6 separate regions of the Mus musculus genome follow, and all the other regions are linked to region 1. Evidence: chromatin contacts called from public promoter capture Hi-C data. All regions are on one chromosome and are shown on one strand. The core of a region is the stretch at or near the end of the contact, and the rest is flanking DNA. Distances in the headings are between cores, read along the strand shown. Region 1 holds the start of Dynlt3 (dynein light chain Tctex-type 3). Region 2 holds the start of Lancl3 (LanC lantibiotic synthetase component C-like 3 (bacterial)). Region 3 holds the start of Srpx (sushi-repeat-containing protein). Region 4 overlaps Srpx (sushi-repeat-containing protein). Region 5 overlaps Srpx (sushi-repeat-containing protein). Region 6 has its middle 110 kb from the start of Srpx.

Region 1 (3,429 bases), core at 390-2,889:
CAGCTAAAGTGGGCCATAAGAAGAGTATGCTCAACTGTCATTTTCAAGTTTATTTTGAACTGATGTGAGTCAAACCATTGCTTTCCCAATTATAAGATTACAGCAATACTCTGTCATTAGAAATTTATGTTATTCTAATTATATAAATTGGTATATACTTTTTGGAGCAGCTTGTTAGAATCTTAGGTTAAGAAGGATTTTCAGTAGCATCTACGTGTCCTCTAGTGCAGAACTAGGTTATGTGATAAGCCTGAAATACAAGGCACGATGCTTTAGGTATCACCAAATGACTTCCAGGGAGGTATGCTGAGTGCACTGGGAAAGCAGCACAGCACTTCTGTGCTTTAAAAACCACTAGGGAACTTCAAACTACTTGAAACAAGTCAACTCCTGAGTTATGCTTTAAGTATAGATTTCCATATTTTAATTCTATTAATTATTCTATACAATTTCCCACCATTCTCCTAAAAAAAAAAAAAGGAACGAAAATCTAAATTGTTGGAGGCATTATGAAAAAAGGTCTCATAGTTTGGGCCTGTGATAAAATATCATTTTTACTTCAAAATCCCATCCAAAAATTGGCCTAAGAAATAAAAGATACACATTTCACCACAGTTTGGAAAGTCGCCTAATACTATGGACGCATCTCTGTCTCTTCTGGGCTCAGGGCGTCTCCTGTGCTAGCCAAGCACACTAGGACTATGTCTTCACTCCAATTTCTTTTGAAATTACATGTATTTAGGAAGTAGTGCAAAATAGATCCCATTGCACCTTTGCTAGGAGGTGCAGAACATCTCTGTCTACGCTGTCCTTGCAAACTCTTACAGGCTGTGCAACAATTCAACAGCCCTCATCCTCAAATTCCTTGAAATAAGGGCTTAAGTATGAAGCCAGAGACCTGGGTTCAAATGGAACACCTGTCATTCTTTTCACTTGGGGCCTATCACTTTGTCGCCATGAAAAGTCGGTTACCTTCTGTAACAGGAAACTAACCGACATCATGGAGTTCTGGTGAGGCTTAGGGAAACATGAATCAGTGAGCAAGGGCTCTTAATCCATAAAGCACTTCCTCTAGCCTTTCCTGGGAAGAATTCCCGGGACTAGAGCCACCTTGCAGCACCAGCACAAGGAGGCCCAAAGGGGTGGAGGAAGCAGAGAGAAGACGGGTTTCCCAGGCCCTGATCGCAAACGGGCGGGGCTCGCCCACGCCTGCCTGCCTATGTAACCCAAATTCTGGCCTTCCCTACAACCTCTCGGCCCTTGCAGACCCTGACGACTGCCCCCAAGCGCTTTTGCTCACTAAGGCCAGAGCGACGATCTGCCCACCCTAAGGATCTCAGGGGCGGGGGAGGGGCGGGGAGAGCGAGAAGCCTAAGGGCAAGAAGGATCCAGGCCGCACGGAGCAGACCCAGGCTAAAGAGAAGCTGCATCTTAACTCTCCCAGAACTAAGAGACCACCCCGCAGTGTCCCCACAGCCAGTCAGAGAGAGCTGAGGGGCTTTTCCTGGCGCCAGAGGGGCGGTACCTCATCGCAGGGCCGTTGGTACCCCTCCATGGTGGCTTTCTGAGTCCTGGGGGCGGAGCAAGCCTTCTGTCCAGGTCCTCAGCTGCGCACTGGCCTCTGGGGAGGCCCCGCCTCCACTCCAGACCCAGGGCGTTTACGCAGGCCCTGCTTTTCTGACGCAAACAGCAGGGAGGGCGGGGTTAAAAGAGCAGGGAGGGCGGGGTTAAAGGACAGGGAGGAGGGGCTCTGTTTGAGTTGAGCCCTTTAGCGGGGCTAAGGGTACCCCTGCTAGGTTTTAAGTGCACTTAAGACCAGGCTAGTCTTCTGAAAATAAGGGACACACGTTAAGACCTCAAAGAGCTTCCATGGGGAAAGTTAGCTAGCACAGGTGATTTTGGGCTTCCTGCAGTGGCCATGTGCACAAAATTCGTTCATCCACAGTTATCCAGCAAGCGAGTGTAGCAGCTGAGCAAGGAACTTCGATTTCTCTCCGTACTAGTTACTGACTTTGAAAAATATACACCCGCCCCCCCCACACACACACACACAAGATTCAGTTTTCCCATAACATAAATCCCTCTATTTGGAGACTCGTTATAAGGATCAAATAAGATACAGTACACACAACTCCTAAAGTTGATGTCCCTCTTCAACTTGTAGTAACTACCTATATTCCTACAGCTTCAAAGCCACCACCACCTCTCCTGTATTAGCTCTAACCACATGTACAAAATGTTTTTTGCCATGCAAGGTAGGGCATTGCCGTGTACTGGGATTCAAATGTGGATATGTCTGGTGATGGTGGTGGGGATATTCAGCCCAACACAATGACTTCTATTTTGTTCCCCACTATCAAAGTCAGAAGGTTCCTTAGTTTTCTAATCCCTTTCTATTACTTTAAAAGTAGAACAGGAATTAAGAGACATGAAGTAACTTGAAGCCTATATAGACAGTAACTAAATCCTCAGGTCCCCCAATTCACCACTCTCAATTTGTGACTATTGAATCAACCTTGATACTGTGATTTTTGCAGTACTGGCTCTTCTATTATGGGTCATTGCAAAAAGCAAAGTGATTGGGGCTGGGGAGATGGCTAAGAAGTTAGCACTCACTACTCTTGCAGAGGACCTAGGTTTGGTACTCAGTACCCATGTATTGCCTATAGGCTGTCTGTATCTCTGGTTCAAGGGGGCCCAACCCCTTTTTCTGGCCTCTTCAGGCTCTAAGCACATATGATGCACATACATTCAAGGAAACACTCCATACATTCCATACGCAAACTTCAATGATCTTTCAACTGGAAAAATACCAAATAGTTTTGAGAATTTACTTTAAATCATTGTAATTTTATTAATATGTTCCTTTGGCTACAAGTAACAAAAGACCCAAGTAGGAGGAACTGAAATAATGATGTTTATGTTTTGTTTTATAACCAGGAATGTGAGAGTCAATTTATATTCCTGATTGATTTAGTTGCTCAAAACCTTTTTAGGGTATGTGTGCTTTCTGTCTTTAGACGGTATTGTCTTCATCACATCAGCAATATCTGTCTAGTCTCCAGGAGTCTTTTCCTCAGGCACAATTTGTCATGTCTTACCCATATGATTTTTCCCTTTTACAGAACAGACCGGAAAAAAAACCTATAGTTAGTGTTTTACCTTTATTGCAAATAGTGAATTCTATCAAAAAGTAGATAGTGGATGGGGATATGGCTTAATATATAGTCTCAGTGGTGAGGAACCAGAGATAGTAGGATCCCTGAAGCTTGCTAGTCAGCCAGTCTAACATAAATGGTGATTGCCAGTCTCATGAGAGCAATTGAGGAAGACACCAATATTGATCTCTGGCCTTCACTGGGGTGTTTGGCTGCATAGTCTGTGGCAATCGAGGGAGGATTATGAGCTAAGTGTAGCATAACTTTATTT
Region 2 (3,429 bases), core at 510-3,009, 460 kb before region 1:
ATTCCTCACCTGCTGAGATCCTCAGGGAGGTATAGTCTCCCTGCTCTTCAGTATTTTTCCTTTCCCAAATTTTCCATCCCATGGATTCAAGATGCAAAGCCTTGTCTAAATTATTTCTAGGCTTGAGATTTCATCCTTTTGCTCTGTTTTGCTTAAAATATTTTAAAATTTTATTTTGTGTGTATAAGTATTTGCCTACCTGTAGATAAGTATACTACGCGTGTGTCCAGCATTCCCAAAGGCCAGAAGAGGGTGTTGGATCCCCCAGAACTGGAGTAAGACAGTTATGTGTCACTATGTGGGTGCTGGGTACTGAACCCAGAACCTTTGAAGGAGCAGCAAATGCTCTTATCTGCTGACCAAACTCTCCCAGTCCTGATTCCCTCCTTATCTGATATATAGGTGCAGCCATGTAGCAAACTTCCTGTAACTTTTCATCCTTAGGATGAACAGAGAGCATCTAGCACCAGCTGCCAACTAAGATGGACAGGGGCCTAGTTCCTCCTGCTAAATCGTGATTCTCTAATGAGCTCTAAACACACCTCAGATTGAAAATGGATCATTATGATTTATTTCATACATTGCAATCATTGACACTTTCGTGGCAAATATGCTCCCAACAGCAGTGATCTTTAAAACAAGTGAAGTAGTTTTCTGTACAGAGTGCCAAAAACTTTCCTATGAACAACTTACACTTGTGTTTTCAGTTTCTCAAAATACAAATACCTCTTCAGCCTTCAATAGTCAATACTTTTTGGAAGGAAGAATTATTTTAAAAGACCTAAACATAAGAAAGAAAAGTAGCATATGTGTTTTGTTTTCTGTCTTTTCCACTCAGGTGGAACCTTAAGCAGTCTGGGAACTTGTGTAGTTACTGTCTTATTAAGTTTCAAAGCACAAAGGAGAGCAGAATGGGAATAATCTCTGTGAAGGATAAACAGGAGGGACAGCTTTATCCGTGTACTAACTAGCTAATGATCTAAAGATGTCTATTAGTCTCTTTCTAATTCCATGAGGGATCAGTGAAAGAAGAGAGCAGGGGTAGGTGGAGGTAGGGGAGTTGCCACTCTCTTCCAAAATGTAGTGTGGTTCTTTGGGTTTTTAATTCCTGTGTACGCCAAGCAAAATAATAGAGTAGGCGACAAACACCAAGAACTTCTTCTTCCTTTAAAAACATAAAGCATGCTACCCCCCCCCCCCTCCACACACACACAGTGCTGCTGCTCTTGATACTGAGACACTTTGAATGAAAACGCCACTGTGACCGAGCTTGAAAGATGATGCCCAGTTGTCAATTATCTGGGACTTTAGTCTAGTTCAGAGGCGTCACAAACTTAACTGAAGATGCTTATAACCTAGGGCTCTTGGTATATACTCTGACTTTCTATTCAGTTAAGTCTGAGACGAAACACCCGGTGCTGCGTTGGTCTTTTTTCTTTTTCTTTTAATGCCGCTTCCAGGTGCTGCTGGCACCGAACTGAGGCAAAGACTCTGAGGACACAGGGGACTGGAAGTCATCACCTCTGCTGCCAGGTGTGCTAACGGCCAGCCTCAGCATTCCTGATCCGTGCCCTGCACGTCCCAGGCCTTCTGCAGGGAGGGGAGGAGCCGAGGGCGGAGCGGGAGGAGTGGCGCGGCCCCGCGTGGGTCCTGCCTGAGGAGATCACCTCGGCCCCTTGGAGAGCCTCAGAGCTGCGGCAGCGCAAGAGGGGGCGGTTTGGAGAGGGCGCGGCCTCTGGGAGGGGAACGTGTGACACGCATTCCTAGCTCTGCCTCGGGCCACCCCGGAGCCTCGCGGCAGCTCGTTGTCCCACTTGGCCACTGGCTCCGTGATCCCTCCTTGCGCCTGCCTCGTCTTGTCACCTCCCGTCTCACCCTCCTCGCTCCATCCTCCACCACCTCATCCACAGCCATCTGAGCGAGCGCGCCTCTGAGAGCAGGAGGTACTGCTCCGGGCTTCAGGGCGCGCCCTCCAAAGGTGCCCAGCTCGACATTCGGGACCCCGCGGGCGACAGCATGGACACCAAGCGCTGCTTCGCCAACCGCTTCGATGACTACCAGGGCAGCCTGCTGGCGGGCCAGTGCGAGGAGGCAGTGGCGCCCTTGGTCACCTCCACCATCGAACGCATTCTTCAGGAGCTGCCCCCGCTGGGGGGCGGCGCTGAGGCTCGGGGGGCGACAGGCGCGGGCAGCAGCTGCCAGGGGGGTCTGTACAGCGGCGTGGCCGGGGTGGCCTACATGCTCTACCACGTCTCCCAGAGCCCGCTCTTCGCCGCCGCCCGGGAGCGCTACCTGCGCTTCGCCAAGCGCCTCATCGACGCGTGCCTCCGCGCCGAGGAGTGGGGCGAGACGGACGCGGACACCCGTGCTGCCTTTCTGCTCGGGGGCGCGGGCGTGTATGCGGTGGCCACGCTGGTCTACCACGCCCTGGGCCGCCCCGACTACGTGCAGCCCCTCGGCAAGTTCCGGGCTCTGTGCGCCGTCTGCGCGCCGGTCTCCTTCCTGGACTGTGGCTCCGACGAGCTGTTCGTGGGTCGCGCCGGCTACCTGTGCGCCGCGCTCGTGCTCAAGCAGAAGCTCGCCCAGGAGGTAAGACGCAATCCCGGCCGCCGGAGGGCGCTCGCCCGCTGCCCGCGCCCGCGCCCGCGGGGTCCTGCTTGCCTGGACTCCTCGACGCCTGCAGCACCGCCCTGCACTCTTTGTTACTTCTTTGTTACTTCTTTGTGCGCTGTGCTTGTCCCCCCCCCCCCCAGCCCGTGTTTTCTCTCTCTCTCTCTCTCTCTCTCTCTCTCTCTCTCTCTCTCTCTCTCTCTCTCTCCCTCTCCCTTCCTTCCTCCCTCCCTCCCTCCCTCCTTCTCTCCTTCTCTCCCTCCCCCCTCTCCCTTTCTTTTTCTCTCTTCCCCCCCCCCCTTTTGTTGGATTACCTGGCATTGCCTTACTCCTGTTTTGTGTTGTTTTGTTTTGTTTTTTGCAGTGAAGTTTGTGGCATCACTCCAGATCCCTCTTCGCCCCATAGCTTTTTAGGGGTTGACCTTGTGGCCCTTAAAAGTGAGTGTTTAAAAACAAGGGGGGAGGGTAGTTATTTTCTTTCTGTTGAACAGTGCTAGCAAGAATGCCCTTGAACATTAGAGTCTTTAAAAAGTAATGAAACTTGTAGGGAGTGATGTGCAGGAAAGTTGCTTTTGGACTCCTGGGCCTGTAACCAATAGTAAGCTGGCTGTGTATAGGTCTGATGTGTATACTGTATTATTTACTATTACATTCACCCTGTGACTCATAATACATGTGTATCTGATGCGAGTGTGGTCTTTTAAAATAACTAAGTGTAGACAAAAATATACTCAGTTTGATCAAATGCGTTTTTTAAACCCATCTTAATATCAGTACTTAGCTTGACCCTTTGGTCACAGCCCTTGTGACAGGCAGCTT
Region 3 (3,429 bases), core at 286-2,785, 450 kb after region 1:
GCTCAACCAGAGGTTGAGATTCTTTCATTTAGATCCCCTCTAAGCTCCCTTTAACACAATTATTGCCAAGGGAGTGAGTGGAGACATCAGCCTCATAAAATGACATTTCTCTAGCAACTAAGGTAAAGCCCCCTCTGCACTTTGCCCCTAATTAGTTCCTACGAAACTTCAAACCTGTAAGCATCAGCACAAAACACAAAGAATGCTCCTGTCTTGTAACTCACATGTCATCCATCCATCCATCCATCCATCCATCCATCCACTCATTTGGAACATTCAAAGACCAAAAGCCACCCTACCTACATCTACCCAGCTCCCTTCCTGGGGGTTTCTTCTCAAGCCCCCGATTTAAACTGTTCGTAGTGATGTCTAACACGAAGACCATTATTCACATACTTTACAATGCATGGCCCACCTTTCTAGAAACAGACAACTAAAGGGGCCTGCATAGATTGACTCTTCATTCCAAGGCCACAGGGGTCCATAACAAATAGCCCTGCCCCTCTGACACCTTCTGTAAGCCTGAGATTTCATTGTGAGGATGTTAACTAGATATTTTTAAACAAGCACTTCCAAAGAGAATTTTCCCTGTGCTGTGAAAACCCAGTAAATACCAGGGTCCCCTTAGCTGTTGGAGACCACGCCCTCCAACACAATCCTGTGCCTTTCCTGCTTTCCCTGGTGCTAACCAAGTGCATGCCACATGTCACCACTCTCAGCTGGCACTTCTCCCTTAGAGAAACAAACTTTCTCGGAATCCCAGAGTTTGGCGCAGTTCGGGGGATGGGGTGGGAGCAGGAGGGAGCAGGGAGCAGACTGGACAAGAGGATGCACGAAGGCTCTTCGGCTAGGCTAGTAAAGTCCACAAGAGTTTCGGAGCTCCTCAGCTCCAGAGTGGGGCCAAGATTTGGAGCTTCTACCCAAAATAAACTGTCAGGCCTAGAGCACTGACAGCCATCAAAACCCTGTGAGGGGTTGGGGTGGGGAGCAAAAGAAGCTATGCAGTGTGGTGAGAAAGAAGCAAAAGAGCCCGTGGCCAAACTTTCTCTTCATAGCCTTCTATGCCAAGAGGGTTTGGTTTAAACCTTGGAGCCCTAGGAGCAGAAGGTGCTCAGGCTCCGGCTCCAAGCGCTGCAAGAGAGAACTCAGTTTCTTGTACCTAATCGGGAGCCACACTCCTCTTTCAGACCCGCTTCCTGGGACTGCGAAAGACGAGTTCAGAGTAAACAAAGGGAGACCCCCCCCATCTCCTGCTGTTGCAGGGCAGGGGGTTCGGCAGACACTTCTGAGGTTCCTAGATGACTAACTGGGGAAACACACCCCAATCCCTAGCTCCTACCTGGGAAGCCCTGGCTCGGCAGGACGTGCAGCAGCGCCAGCAACAGCGGCAGTACTTGAGGCAGCAGCAGCTCGGGCCGAAGTCCCGGGCTCCCCATGGTGAGCCGGCGCTTCCCCCGCAGGGCAGGCTGCACAGCTCACTTAAGGGGCTGGAGGAGGCCAAGAGACCGAGGGGCTGTGTAGTGAGACAGAGCCTCTAAAGCCAGGCTGGAAAACTCCTCCTTGGTGGATTCCTTCTTTCCCTCCCTCTAGTCAGGGCCTGCCCTCCTTCCTCCTCCTCCCTGGAACGCAGAGTGGTTCAGGGCTCCCCGCCCCATCATTTGCCCACCCCCTCTTTTTTGTGCCACCCCTTCTTTCTGGAAACCGGGGCCGTTCCCCCTCGGAGGTCTCCAGCTAGAGGCCCTAGAAACCTATTACATCCAAAAGTATCCTTTGCTCCTTTTGCACCCCCTGCCCCCAACACCAAGACACAAACTAGTGACTGCAGAGGTCCTGGGACCTTGGAACGAATCCCTGCGTGCGTGCTGGAGACAGAAGCACTTGTGTGTCACATAGAAAAACAGGCGACCTAGGAGTTGAGATTTCCCACTGAAGCTGGATGCCATGGCCCCATTCACCAGCTTGACACTCAAGACTATGCCCGGAGTTTAAACAGTCAGTCAGGAACTTGATTTGGACAGACCCTGGATTGGAAGCAAGGTACACCAGCGCCAAGGCCCATTCTACAGATTTTGTTGTTGTTGTTTGTTTGTTTGTTTGTTTGTTTGTTTCTCTTTTACCAAAGGCTAGGCCTTATGCATTCCATGCTGTGCTGCAGTGTAGAATGGGATTTAAGGGCCAGGTGATGGGGAACACAAGAGACAGGAAGTTCTCTGCCTACCCACAGCCTCGCAGATTCAGCGGTAGTTCCCAGCAGCCAGATCTATCCATCTCCTGGGTTGTTCTCCACCGTCCTAAGAACAGCAGGACCAGCCCAGAGCCTCCACCCTATGGGTTGGCATGGCTACATTCTGGCATCAGGATAAGGTTTCTAGGCTGCCCCCAGGATGGATCTGGTTTCTTGGAGGTATTTGGGGAAGACAAAATCCAGGCAGTTACCATTGGATTCACAGAGTCCCACGGCTAGACGACTAGACAGGAATCATATCCACTGCAGAGCTAGATCTTTCTCCTTGCCACAGTGGTCCCTTGCGTAGGCCAAGATCATTGAGAGCCAGAAGATTTTTAAGTCATTTATTCAAACAGGCCTTTCCCATTTTTAACTAAACCCCCAAACTTGGGCTACCATATAACCCTTTTCGGCATTTGAGAAAACTTTTTTCTAACTCCTCCAGTTGTGAAATATGGGGAAGGCTGGACCCTTCTGTGGCCTCCCTCAGATTAGACTCTTCAGAGAATAATTGTTGATTTTATCACAGACTGGCCAGGACTCCAAAGGAGCTTCATGAGAAAGGACTAGAAAAGATCACCCTGAGTGAGGTAACCCTGATTCCAAAAGACAAGCACGGTAGGTACTCACTTATAAGTTATATTAACCACAAATAACCATGTTACAATTAGCAGACCCAGAGAAGCTAAGTAACAAGAAGGGCTTAAAGGGGAGTGCATGAATCTCACTGTGAAGGGCAAATAGAATAGACAGGAGAGGAGTCTCGCTGGGGGAGTGGGAACAGGATGGATCAGGTATAGGGAGGACAGAGGGAGAGAATACTGGGAGAGACAACTGGAAATGTGGCAGTGAAGGTGGGTGGGGTTACTCTGGGGAGAGCTAGATTCCTAGTGCAATGGAAACTCCCAGAAATTTATGAGGGTAACCCTAGCGAAGACTCCTAGAAAAGGGGGATATGGACCTGAACCAATCGGCTCCTCTAACCAGGCATTCCAATGGAGGGTTTGGGACACCAATCCAGCCACAAAACCTTTGACTTACAATGTGTCCTGCCTATAAGATGTGCTGGGGTAAAGGTGGCATAGAACATGTGAGGGGGTGGCCAATGACTGGTCCAGCTTGAGACCCATGCTATGAGAGGGAGTCCACTCCTGACACTTCCTAGAGGGCCAAGATCCAGGGGTTTAGAGAGCCCAGAGCAC
Region 4 (3,429 bases), core at 447-2,946, 420 kb after region 1:
ATTTGGTATTCCTCAGGTAAGAATTCTTTGTTTAGCTCTGAGCCCCATATTTTAATGGGGTTATTTCACTGTTTTGTGAAGTTCTGAGGACCAAATCTAAAAGCTCTTGCTCACTAGTTGATTCATTCTTCATTCATTTTAATATTGGAAACTGAACCCAGAACCTTGTGTACCAGGGAATGACTCTACCTTACTAAATTGCCTATGTTAGCCTTGAACTTGTTCTTTAGACAGCACAGACTTTGACCTTACAGTCTTCTTGCTTCTGCTGCTTATTAAGTTGCTGGAGTTAGAGGCTGGCACTGAAGATCCAGCTAGTCATTGCTTAACAACAGGTCAGAGGATGGGTTAGCTCTAAGCTTCTCTTGCTATGGGGAGGAAATCGTGGCTCCATGTTCAAGCAGATTGCCCTTTCCAATAATTGCTTTAGCAATAGCCATGGAAACTAGTATTAAGCAGATTAACATACTTCTGTTTATGGAGGATCATACTGTAACATTGTTCCCAAAGAGAACAGACACACATTCAGAAGGACAAGACTCTTCTCTTTTTCTCCTTTCATGCTTTGGAGGGTATTGTATATGTATAGTGATTCCGATCCATTTCGTTAGCATGAGGTTCAAATTCTTAGGATTGGTTATTTCAGCTGAGGATGGTAGAATGAATGAATTTAAAAATAACCCTGGGGTCTCTGATGATCTCATTTAGCAACTAAATAACCTTTAGATTCCACTTACCTCTGTGCTTCCTTTATCAACAATAAATGTCCTTTCAGTTTAAGCTACTGTGCAGAGTAGTGCTTGTTGCTTGAAGTTGAATACATCCAAGCTGATATAAACGTGAATGGAGGCATCCTATCAGTTATTAATTTCAAAAACTGGCTCAAAGAAAATAAATGGGTATTAGTTGCTACTCTAAGAACATTTTCTATTTATATTCAACCTGAATATATAGATCAACCCCTATAAAACACCTGATAACTTGTTTACAAAAATAGACATCCCAAGGGAGACAATAAAGTAAACGACAAGACTCAATGTGCTCAGGATGCTGGGCTTTGTGAAGCAAAGAAGAATCATACATATTAGCTAAAAGTTTTCCACAGAATAAGAAGCGGTGGAAAAAGCAGGCAGGGGGCAAAGAAAAAGGGGGCTTTTCTTATAAGGTCTCTCTATAAAAGGTGATCCCTTTAGAAATCTCTTACTTGAGGGTAAATGTGACATAATCCCCTCAGCCTGCATATGGTTTGGATTACCCCTCTTTGAAAAGAATGCTTCTTCCACACAAAGGCTAATGCTACATTGGCTCAGAAATTGGGAATTCTAAGGCATGGATGACTCAGTCCCTTAGCTAAACCTAAAGCCAATTCCATTTGTAATTCTGCTCCCCTTGCAGGAAACTCTAATTCAAAAGATGTTTTTAAAGTAGCCACTCACAACTTCACCACTGCTCAAAGAAGGGTTTTCCTGGGCTCTCTCCCTTTCACTTGGAATCCCTACATTGATAAAATCACCGAGGCCTCAAAGTACTGTGCATTATTTCTATTGAGATTTCATTAAGGATCTAGAATTTGGAAGAGAACTATAGTGTTCCTTTCCTCATGCCATAACTTTCCTTAGCATCCGGCGGGGAGTAGAGAGAGATTTGAGACCAATGAAAAACCCTAGCCAGTTGCCTAAATGAACTATTCATTCAACATGATACATAATGGGAACCAGATGTATTGCTTCTGTGATACACCACCAGCCACAAGGATCAGGTTGGCTTTGTTTGTTGCTTTTGTTTTGATTTTTAGTGACTTTGTACTTAGTTCTGAATTCTTAATATTTTGTCAGGAATTTTCCCCCTTGTGACCTTTATTCTAAATATAATTTACTAGTTATTTATTGATCTATTTATAATATATCAATATATTTCGTTAAAAGTCACATCCTCGGTTTTATACTAATGTCACTGAGAAAGTGGACAGCACTCACTATGGATGCCTCACCTGAGTGCTGTCACCTACTCCATAATCAACCTGAACTCATTTTTACTATATGAACTCACTTTCCTGGAAGAAAATATGATAGCATCAAGTAGATTTTAATAAGGCACTGTGACAAAAAAAATTAGGAGTCCTGCTTTTATAGCATTCCTTACCACATCCCATGCTAATATTCTGTAAAGAAATATGTGGTACCTCCTTAATACTGGGCTCTTTTTAGTGTGGGATAAGAGAGAAAACACATTTAAAGCAAGAAAATGCTGGGCATTGTGACTTCTCTAATTCAAGCATCTGGGAGGCTGAGAAAAGACAGTATCCATAAGTTCAAGGCCAGCCTAGACAATGCAGTGAGACCATGTGTCAAGAACCAACCACCCAAACAAAAAGAAAAAGAAAGGAAAGAAAGCAAAAGAAGTATGTATCTACATTTGATCAGATTGATTTTTTTTCTAGACTACTGATGTCCAGTGACACATTCTACAGCAATAGGAAAGGACCTGTAACTACAGGATCTAGTAAGCAATAGCCTCGTGTGAATACTGGGCACTGTAAACATGATCATTATGAACACAGAAGGAGATGAACATTTTACCTTCTGTAGTTCGTCAGCCATGCATAACTGAAGTTCAATAAAATTAAATGGAAAATTCCAGGTATATTTAACTCACAGGCTTTAAATTCATATCATCCCAAATAGCAGGATGAAATAACATGTTCTGACCTGGGACCTAAATCACCTTTATCCAGAGTATGCAAGTTGTTTATAATGTTCACCCATTCATCATTTGGGAGCTATTTGCTTTAAGATCAATGGTTATGGTATCATAGTATCTGTGTTCATGTAACCTTATTTTGCTTAATGATGGTTCCAAAGCACGGGAGCTGGCAACTCCAATATGCCAGAGAGAAGATGTAAGGTTTTTCTCTGAGTTAAAAGAAAGTCAAAATTCCCAAGGTAGAAAAGGGAAAAGCTCGTATGCTGAAGTTGTTGTGATCTATAATAGACTCAAATCTCCTATTGATAAAATCTTAACACCTGCCCTATCTCCAAGTGCAAAAGCCAAACTATCGCATAAGTCTAATAATCATTAGTCTAATCATAATAATCATAATAATCATAAGACTAATAATTATTAGTCTCACTTCATCTCACCTTATAGGTACTTCATCTCACCTTATAGGTACTGGATTGGCTCACATCTCACTAGAAGGAGGAACACCATATTAAATGTGTGTTTACAAGAGACTGTATTTTCTTAACTTATAATATAGTGGTAATTATTTTCATAACATTATACTTGTGATTATTCAATTCTAAAATTGTCAATCTCTTTGCAGAATTTATAAATTAAAAACTTATCACAGGTATGAATATATATATATATATATATATATATGTGTGTGTGTGTAAAAACAGTCTATAGAGAGTTTGTTACAATTCA
Region 5 (3,429 bases), core at 243-2,742, 400 kb after region 1:
GTTTAACTGTTCAGTTATAGTGGTAAATCATGAGAGGCAGAAATGTGACCAGAATTTCCATAAACCAAATGGTTTTAAAACTGAAATTAGATTCCTAATGGAGTGTGTATTTGCAAGCCCGGAGAAAATTTATATAAGATCATCTGTAACAATGCACTGGTGCATTTATTCTTAGCTGTGCTAGTATTTGTAGCAATGAAAAAAAAATGAATCGTAGCCCAACAAAAATCCCCATCAGTCACTGGTTAAACCAAGACATCAGACAGCAAAATGTCTGCCATAAATTTCCATATCTGCTCTTTCAAATATTTTTTTTATTCATGGATTTAACTTGTGTTGGTGAATCCCTGACTATTTACTCTGGAGGAAATATTTTTTAAAAAGAGAGGGATTTCAACAACCAATTTGGTTCATACTTTGTCCTTTGTTAAAGAAAATAGGTACTCTCTTCATGCCAAAAGGCATTTGCTAATTTTTCTTCATACATGCTTTTAAAACTGTCTTTAAATTTTTTCTTCCTGTTTTGGAGTAGGAAAATATTTTGGTTCCTAGCGGAAAGGTGTGTCTACTTAAAATGTAGTCTTTAACTTAAGATCTGTGTTCATTCCTACTGTCCATTGTTCTGTAGAACCAAATTAATGAAATTTGATAGAAATTAAAATGTCTTACACACAATGCTAGCTCCAGTCAGTGTGGGGAAGGTCTTCTTAAGTTCTTCACCCCATTGCAGCTTACACTATGCCTTCCTTCCTCCCATCTGATTCTCCCCACTTCTTAAATAGCTGAATTTGACTTTAGTCTGAGTAAGAGAATTAGCTTGACTTGTGGCACTTACAAATTAGCCAGACCTCAGAACTGAACATCTCAGAGTCAAAGAAAGCCCATTCTCCTTATTCCTTCCCCATTTGGAAGGGAACTCAGTTAGCTTTCTCAGCACTCAGCACAGTTCTGGCCAAAATGTGCTGTTTAAGGTTGTGTGGAAACCTGGGAACAACTCAAGCACCATGTGTCAGCTCCGAAAATAGGCGAGCCTCTAACTTATGCTCAAGGAAGCCTTGTTCTTGCCAGCACACAAGCAAACTTATTAATAAAGCCAAAGGAGTAAATGATAGCTTTGGAGTAAAATTCACTGGGGACAAACTCCAGCTTGTCTGTCACCAAAATCACATTGTCAACTTACTTTGTCTGTTCTTGTCATTTAGCATGGAGCTCTAAACTCATGGGTACCTGAGCCCCCTTTCCATTCTCACCTTGTTGTGTGCCCAATTTCCGTTCCTCCCATATATTTGAACCTTGTCTCAGCAAATGGGAAGATAAATTGCATGAAATTGTGGTTCATTTCTAACTTTCTTCCCTCTCCCTCTGGGTAAGTTCCAGGGCCATCTGGTCTGGCTTTAGACATGCTTGCTGCTTTTTGAGAACAATCAGCATTTTCTTTCCATTGTTGTGCACAATCTGGAAATCTGAACAGTATGTCCCTCAAGTGCCCTGCCAAAGCTTGCTTAGCAGAAAGAGTTTTGGGCTTCTCTTCTCCAGCACCATAATCTCTGTTCCTTCTAATACAAGGGAACTGAGATTTGATTGGTTTCTTCTGGTTTGTTTTCAAGAGCTAATTTGCATACAGCAAAGCACAGGGAGATACCAGAGGCAGCATCTGTGAGGTGCCCTTCTCTCAACACATCCACTTAGTAATGGGCATGTCTAGATCTCACCCCCTCAGCACACTCTATCTTTCCTCACTGAGCAAGGGTTCTCAGGACAAGTACAATAGGATTCAGGAGACCCTGCATAATCAGAGAAAGATGATTCTGCCATTTTGCTGGCACTCAGTTTGCCATAGGGTCAGGACTATATCTTAATACCATATTGTATATATTTCTTCGTCAGCTGGGTGCTACACTGGTCTCACTGACATGAGAAACAGGGCAGAAAGGCAGTAGAAGCCACTGTATTTCTATAAGGACCATAAATGAATATTTCCTGAGCTCTTCCTTCTCATCCATCATAATGTTAAATCATTAGAGTGTGAAAAGCTGTGGCCGACTCTACCATATCACTGTTGCTCTTCTATCCTGTACTCAATAGTGGATTCTGCCTGTAAATAGTTGTCAATAATAACATTGCAATGGTCAATCTTGGCAGCCAAATCCATTAATTTGATAATTGACTAGGGAGTTGATGAGACATTCCACTGCTTATGCCTATGTGGGTATTTCTGATGGTGATTAACTATGGGAAAGAGATACCCTAAAAATATAGATGGCCTCATCCCATACTCTGGAGCCTAAATGGAATAAAACTTGAAAAAGAAGAAATCTAAGAAAATCTTATCTTCCTCTTTCTCTCCCTCACTCTGATCTCTCTGAGACTTTCCTAGATGCCTTCCTGGACACCATGAGGTGATCTGCTCTACCCTCCCAGGCATGGTGAACTGAAAGAAACCATAAGCCAAAATAGATCTTCCTGGGAGTTGTCAAAGTCAAGTATTTTATCACAGTAATGAAAAACTGATACAGAATACAGTTGTGATTTTACTCTTTCATTTTTTCCTGTACTTTTACTTTGAGTTTTTAAATTATTTTTTATTTGTGTGTGTGTTAAGTATGTATGTGCCATGTGTATGTGGTTTCCATAAGAGGACAAAAAAGGACATCAGATCACCCTGGAGCAGAGTTACAGGCAGCCAAGCCTACCAACTTGGGTGCTGGGAACTAAATTCAAGTGTACTGCAAGAACAGTGCACACACATACACTCTCAATTGCTGAAGCATCTCTCTCACTATTCCTATGCTTTTGTAACCAAGTCCCTCTGGTACACTTCCTTACCCTTGAAAAACTTAAAATGATTTTTGTCCTGATAATAAAAAATATAAATAAATAAATAAATAAATAAATTGGGTTCATTATTTTCAAATGGATTAAGCTATGATATAGGCTATAACTGTTAAGGCAGGGTATTGGTTATATCTTCAACTGATTTCTTGTCATAACATCAGAGTAATAACAACATATTATCAATAAAAAATAATGGACAGCACTGCCATTATGGAAAACCTCCCAAGCCCCAGCCAGAGACGCTGTCTCATATTGAGCCCCAGAGACATCATCAGATTTAACTCTTGATCTCTAAGTAACTATCCCTGCCTCCCAGAACACTGAGTATTTAAGGAATCCCTATGTTAAAACTTATTAGGACACTGAACTAAGCAGTTTTCTGCAGAATGGGCAGACACAGGCAGGACAGGACCCAAATTCCTATAGCCAGCTGCTTTTGGCATCCTAGGACCAAATCAATCCCTTGATTTAGCAAGTTCAGCACAGAGATCCTGGGGACCATGCATGGTTCTACGCAACCTCACACAAGCCAAGTGAGGTCTCAGCTTTCCTCCACAGAAAAGAGGGATGGGGACGAGCTAGGGAAACGAGCTA
Region 6 (3,429 bases), core at 455-2,954, 340 kb after region 1:
TCCACAGTTCCTCCTAAGTAACTCCTTGAAGCAGTGGAGCACATTTACTTTAGAATTGATGATACAATATTTGGACATTATTTTTGACTTAAGGTGATACTTTATACTGCTTCTTTTGATAAATACAGAAACATAATGAAGATTCGTTACAGACTTGCTGCTTTTGCTTAGCAATAGGCATTTAAGGCCCTTTCTTGTCTTTTGTGTGTGATACTTCAGTGTTTTCTGTAGTAAGTGCACCTAATATGATATTAGTCCTCTTCACAAAATTTTCAGTGATGTGTGTGTGTGTGTACGTGTGTATTTGTTTTTAAGTATATGGCAATAAAAGTATAGAACACTGAGAAATCAATGTTTTAATCTCAAGAGATGATAAAAAGTCTTCATTCATTTGGCTATTTTGTTGTTGGCTACAAAGTTCCTGTTTTCTTACCCAAACATGTTTAGTACAAAATTAGTAACAATATGTAAATGTTTAACATGTTAGCTTCTAAGCTTCTGAATGGAATATTTATGGGAGACTAAAGCTGTATGCCATCCTGCACCTGATGCAAAGTGTGATGTATTGCTCATTAAATTCACTTTCCCAATATCTCTACCATGTTGTCTTCACATTCTTCTGAGCTCTGGGAGATAAGATTGTATGTCTTGAAGATTGATTATGTGCTGTCTCGCCTCCCTGTTTTTACACTTCTTTGTCTTTGAAGACATGGGCATTTGCTGAGCTGACATAGACTAGATAAACATGTAGTTTCCATTTGAAAGGGAAAAGTGGTGCAGGACAATTCTCTGATCTGAGCTATTGCTTCCACCCCTCACTTTGTTCTTAGTTCACTTGTCTCCCACATCTGGACTATGGCACTGGCATTCACTTTGGCCTCCCCTTAATGAATGAAAATTCAACCTGTATATAAAAATAGTCAAAGCCTTAACAAAAATAAAATGGGTGATATAGCCCTAAGGTTAGAAAGTGGAGACATGTTATTTTCCCTATTATGTGAATGTACTACATACTTAAACTCAAAGAACACCTTACATACTTCTGGCCAAGGAACTTATTTCACAGTGAAGAATGTGCACCTCTGGGTTCATGCAGTGAAATTGATTAGTTTTACCAATTCTCATCAATCATTTCAAAATAGTTGGTTTGATGTCTAAAGTTCAGTTGCAGAATCAGCTAATACGGAACATTTAGAGAGGATGAAGAAATAGCTTCATGATGTAGTATATGATTTAAAGTGTGTGTGTGTGTGTGTGTGTGTGTGTGTGTGTGTGTGTGTGTGTGTGATGTTGTCTCTCAGAATGCCAAAAGGCATGGGTGAAGGAACTATGATCTAGAGCTGTAACTGTCTCCTCTTACTTTTAAACCTAGTTGTCCACTAAAGAAATGTCCTTGACTTATTTCTATAATGTTTTCTTCATAGTAAATATTACACTAATAAATATTACACTAATTAGCTTTTTCTTCCAGCTGTTTTGTTTCCTGGCTCTACTGTACAGTGAGAAAGGGTGGTAGCTAAGGTTTTAGACTTCATATTGACCTACCCTGACAGTGGTCATGGGACAAAACATTTTCTTAAAGTAAAAAATGATAAATTGAGCTTTATGAGTCATATGGTCTTGGTCACAATGACTCCTCTCTGCTCTTCTAGTATTGAAATGGCCATAAACAATATGTGAAAGAATGTGTGTGGCTGTGTCCCAACTAAAACATAAACAAGAACAGATGGCTAGCCTGTGGTAGAAGCCACAAACATTTGATGGACTCTAAAACTCTCCAGGCATTCTGCTCTGCTCCTTTTTTTTTACACTCGGGTTTTGGTTAGTTTGGAACAGTTTCAGCCAACAGCAAGAGCTCAGAGGACAGGAAGAGAAAGGACTTGTGACTTCAACTAAATTTATACATACAGTTCTTTCTAGGTTCCCATAGTCACACACTGTTCAAGCCTAGGATAGATATTTCTTGTTGCTGTCAAATTTGAATGCCTCAAACTTTATTGAGTTCTTTTTCCCCATGCCCACACCATTACAAAATACTACTTTTGTGATACTTTCCCTAATTCCCATTTGAGTCTGTTGTGTTTTCCACCAGAACCTTGACTGAAAATGATGTTATTTTGAAGATTCTGTTACTTCAGAGATGTTAAAACCAGAAAAGAAATATGTACCTTGGGATCAGTGAACTATACTGGCTTGTAATACATGCCTGATGAATGAATGATCAATGAGTTATTAGCAGTCAGTGGGACCTATGATGTTATCAATTTATGTGTTGTAATGGACCAGAAAAATCAGAATCAACACTGCTCGTCTCTTATTTTTTTTTTGTCAGTATTCAAGATCTTTATTTAATGGTAAGAGCAACCAAGAGTGGGAATTGTTTCCCTAGTTCTAAACACCAACGTCAGTGAAGACAACATGGTCATGAAATCACATCTGGCCTTAGGATTTCATTGCTGACAGTGAGTGAAAGAAGGTGAGAGGACATCACAACAAAGGAACAAACGGGAGGCAAAGGAAAAAGCTGGCAGCCTATGAAATTCCATCCCAGATCGCTAGGACTACAGCAGAGAATAGGGAAGAATATATATATATATATATATATATATATATATAAACATATACAAAGATTCTTAAAATGGACAACTAGGGATCCTAAATTTTATTTTTGCCTTGTTTCTGAAACCTAACAAAAGAGATCACAGGACTCCTAGATGTTATAACAAAAACAGAAACATTATATATAACTATTTCATTAAAATTTTTAATTTTTTACTGATGATATAAGCATCTTATTCAAATGAAGGTTTGTGTTTGGACCAATCTAAAGAATGTTTTGCACCAGTTAAAACCAAACCTCTCAAGTAAATGTAGCCTTATATTTAAACCAATCAAAGCACTTAATTTTATCCAAGTCATACTAGCCATACTAAGCAAATAAAGGATTGTGTATGTAGCAATCAGAAGAGTCTCCGTTTTATCACTTAGAAAAGCATTTAATGTAAATGAAAGCTTGTATTTCGACAAATAATTCCACTCAATTTTAAACAACTCATAATTGCACTAATATGCAAATAAAGGACTGTATTTGTACCATCAGAGCATTCTCTATTTTATCATGGTCTGAAGAATGCATCTTATACAAATGAAAGATCGTGTTTGGACCACATTACTCAGGTTTTTACCAATAACAAAATGCCTACTATGCAAATGAAGGACCACGTTTTCACCAATCACAACATTCGCTTGCTTTTACTGATTACATAGGCATCTTACTCACATGAAAGTTTTTGTTTGCACTAATCCAAAGAGTGCTTTATCTCAGTTAAAACCAAGATTATTATGCAGATGAAGAACTATATTTAAACCAATTAAAGCACTTACTTTTAGACAAGTCACAATAGCATCACTATGCAAATGAACTATTGT

Evidence for each region. Promoter capture Hi-C pulls out the DNA fragments that hold promoters and counts their contacts.
Region 2: a promoter capture Hi-C map of hippocampal neurons shows a contact between it and region 1, with 2.3 times the contacts expected there. The contact joins the promoter of Lancl3 here to the promoter of Dynlt3 in region 1. A contact is called at or near these places in 11 of 39 promoter capture datasets (the 3T3-L1 cell line, the HPC-7 cell line, HPC-7-derived erythroid cells and 7 more), 1 of 484 Hi-C or Micro-C datasets (Sertoli cells), 1 of 115 datasets of contacts at active chromatin or transcription factors (forebrain) and 1 of 9 other capture datasets (liver).
Region 3: a promoter capture Hi-C map of second pharyngeal arch cranial neural crest shows a contact between it and region 1, with 3 times the contacts expected there. The contact joins the promoter of Srpx here to the promoter of Dynlt3 in region 1. A contact is called at or near these places in 3 of 39 promoter capture datasets (3T3-L1-derived adipocytes, cranial neural crest and second pharyngeal arch cranial neural crest) and 1 of 115 datasets of contacts at active chromatin or transcription factors (embryonic forebrain).
Region 4: a contact with region 1 is called in a promoter capture Hi-C map of second pharyngeal arch cranial neural crest, with 2.5 times the contacts expected there. The contact joins the enhancer-like site here to the promoter of Dynlt3 in region 1. A contact is called at or near these places in 9 of 39 promoter capture datasets (3T3-L1-derived adipocytes, the HPC-7 cell line, cranial neural crest and 4 more), 2 of 484 Hi-C or Micro-C datasets (3T3-L1-derived adipocytes and myocytes), 1 of 115 datasets of contacts at active chromatin or transcription factors (astrocytes) and 1 of 9 other capture datasets (adipose tissue).
Region 5: a promoter capture Hi-C map of the 3T3-L1 cell line shows a contact between it and region 1, with 11 times the contacts expected there. The contact joins the enhancer-like site here to the promoter of Dynlt3 in region 1. A contact is called at or near these places in 12 of 39 promoter capture datasets (the 3T3-L1 cell line, 3T3-L1-derived adipocytes, the HPC-7 cell line and 6 more), 7 of 484 Hi-C or Micro-C datasets (the 3T3-L1 cell line, 3T3-L1-derived adipocytes, the HPC-7 cell line and 4 more), 2 of 115 datasets of contacts at active chromatin or transcription factors (astrocytes and embryonic forebrain) and 2 of 9 other capture datasets (adipose tissue and pancreatic islet).
Region 6: a promoter capture Hi-C map of the 3T3-L1 cell line shows a contact between it and region 1, with 4 times the contacts expected there. The contact joins the enhancer-like site here to the promoter of Dynlt3 in region 1. A contact is called at or near these places in 6 of 39 promoter capture datasets (the 3T3-L1 cell line, the HPC-7 cell line, hippocampal neurons and 2 more).

What each region holds. Positions count from the first base shown.
Region 1 is chrX:9,661,344-9,664,772 of GRCm38.p6, forward strand. It overlaps Dynlt3 (dynein light chain Tctex-type 3), which reads right to left and starts at 1,640. Exons shown (of 5, transcript NM_025975.5): 1 at 1,526-1,640. The coding sequence starts at 1,555.
Region 2 is chrX:9,198,214-9,201,642 of GRCm38.p6, forward strand. Lancl3 (LanC lantibiotic synthetase component C-like 3 (bacterial)) reads left to right here and starts at 1,760. Exons shown (of 5, transcript NM_173414.3): 1 at 1,760-2,589. The coding sequence starts at 2,017.
Region 3 is chrX:10,116,105-10,119,533 of GRCm38.p6, forward strand. Srpx (sushi-repeat-containing protein) reads right to left here and starts at 1,536. Exons shown (of 10, transcript NM_016911.5): 1 at 1,340-1,536. The coding sequence starts at 1,436. Gm33844 (a long non-coding RNA gene) reads left to right here and starts at 1,593. Exons shown (of 3, transcript XR_386890.4): 1 at 1,593-2,037; 2 at 2,757-2,845.
Region 4 is chrX:10,078,910-10,082,338 of GRCm38.p6, forward strand. All of the region lies in intron 1 of Srpx (sushi-repeat-containing protein), which reads right to left. Among named protein-coding and RNA genes, the nearest start is that of Srpx, 37 kb to the right of the region's middle. Within about 2 kb of position 1,697, at least 4 of the 459 cell types and tissues checked have an H3K27ac peak or open chromatin away from gene starts, as enhancers often do. A contact at or near this core is called in second pharyngeal arch cranial neural crest, where this site is marked.
Region 5 is chrX:10,062,564-10,065,992 of GRCm38.p6, forward strand. All of the region lies in intron 4 of Srpx (sushi-repeat-containing protein), which reads right to left. Among named protein-coding and RNA genes, the nearest start is that of Srpx, 53 kb to the right of the region's middle. Within about 2 kb of position 1,493, at least 5 of the 459 cell types and tissues checked have an H3K27ac peak or open chromatin away from gene starts, as enhancers often do.
Region 6 is chrX:10,004,432-10,007,860 of GRCm38.p6, forward strand. No RefSeq gene overlaps it. Among named protein-coding and RNA genes, the nearest start is that of Srpx, 110 kb to the right of the region's middle. Within about 2 kb of position 1,705, at least 9 of the 459 cell types and tissues checked have an H3K27ac peak or open chromatin away from gene starts, as enhancers often do.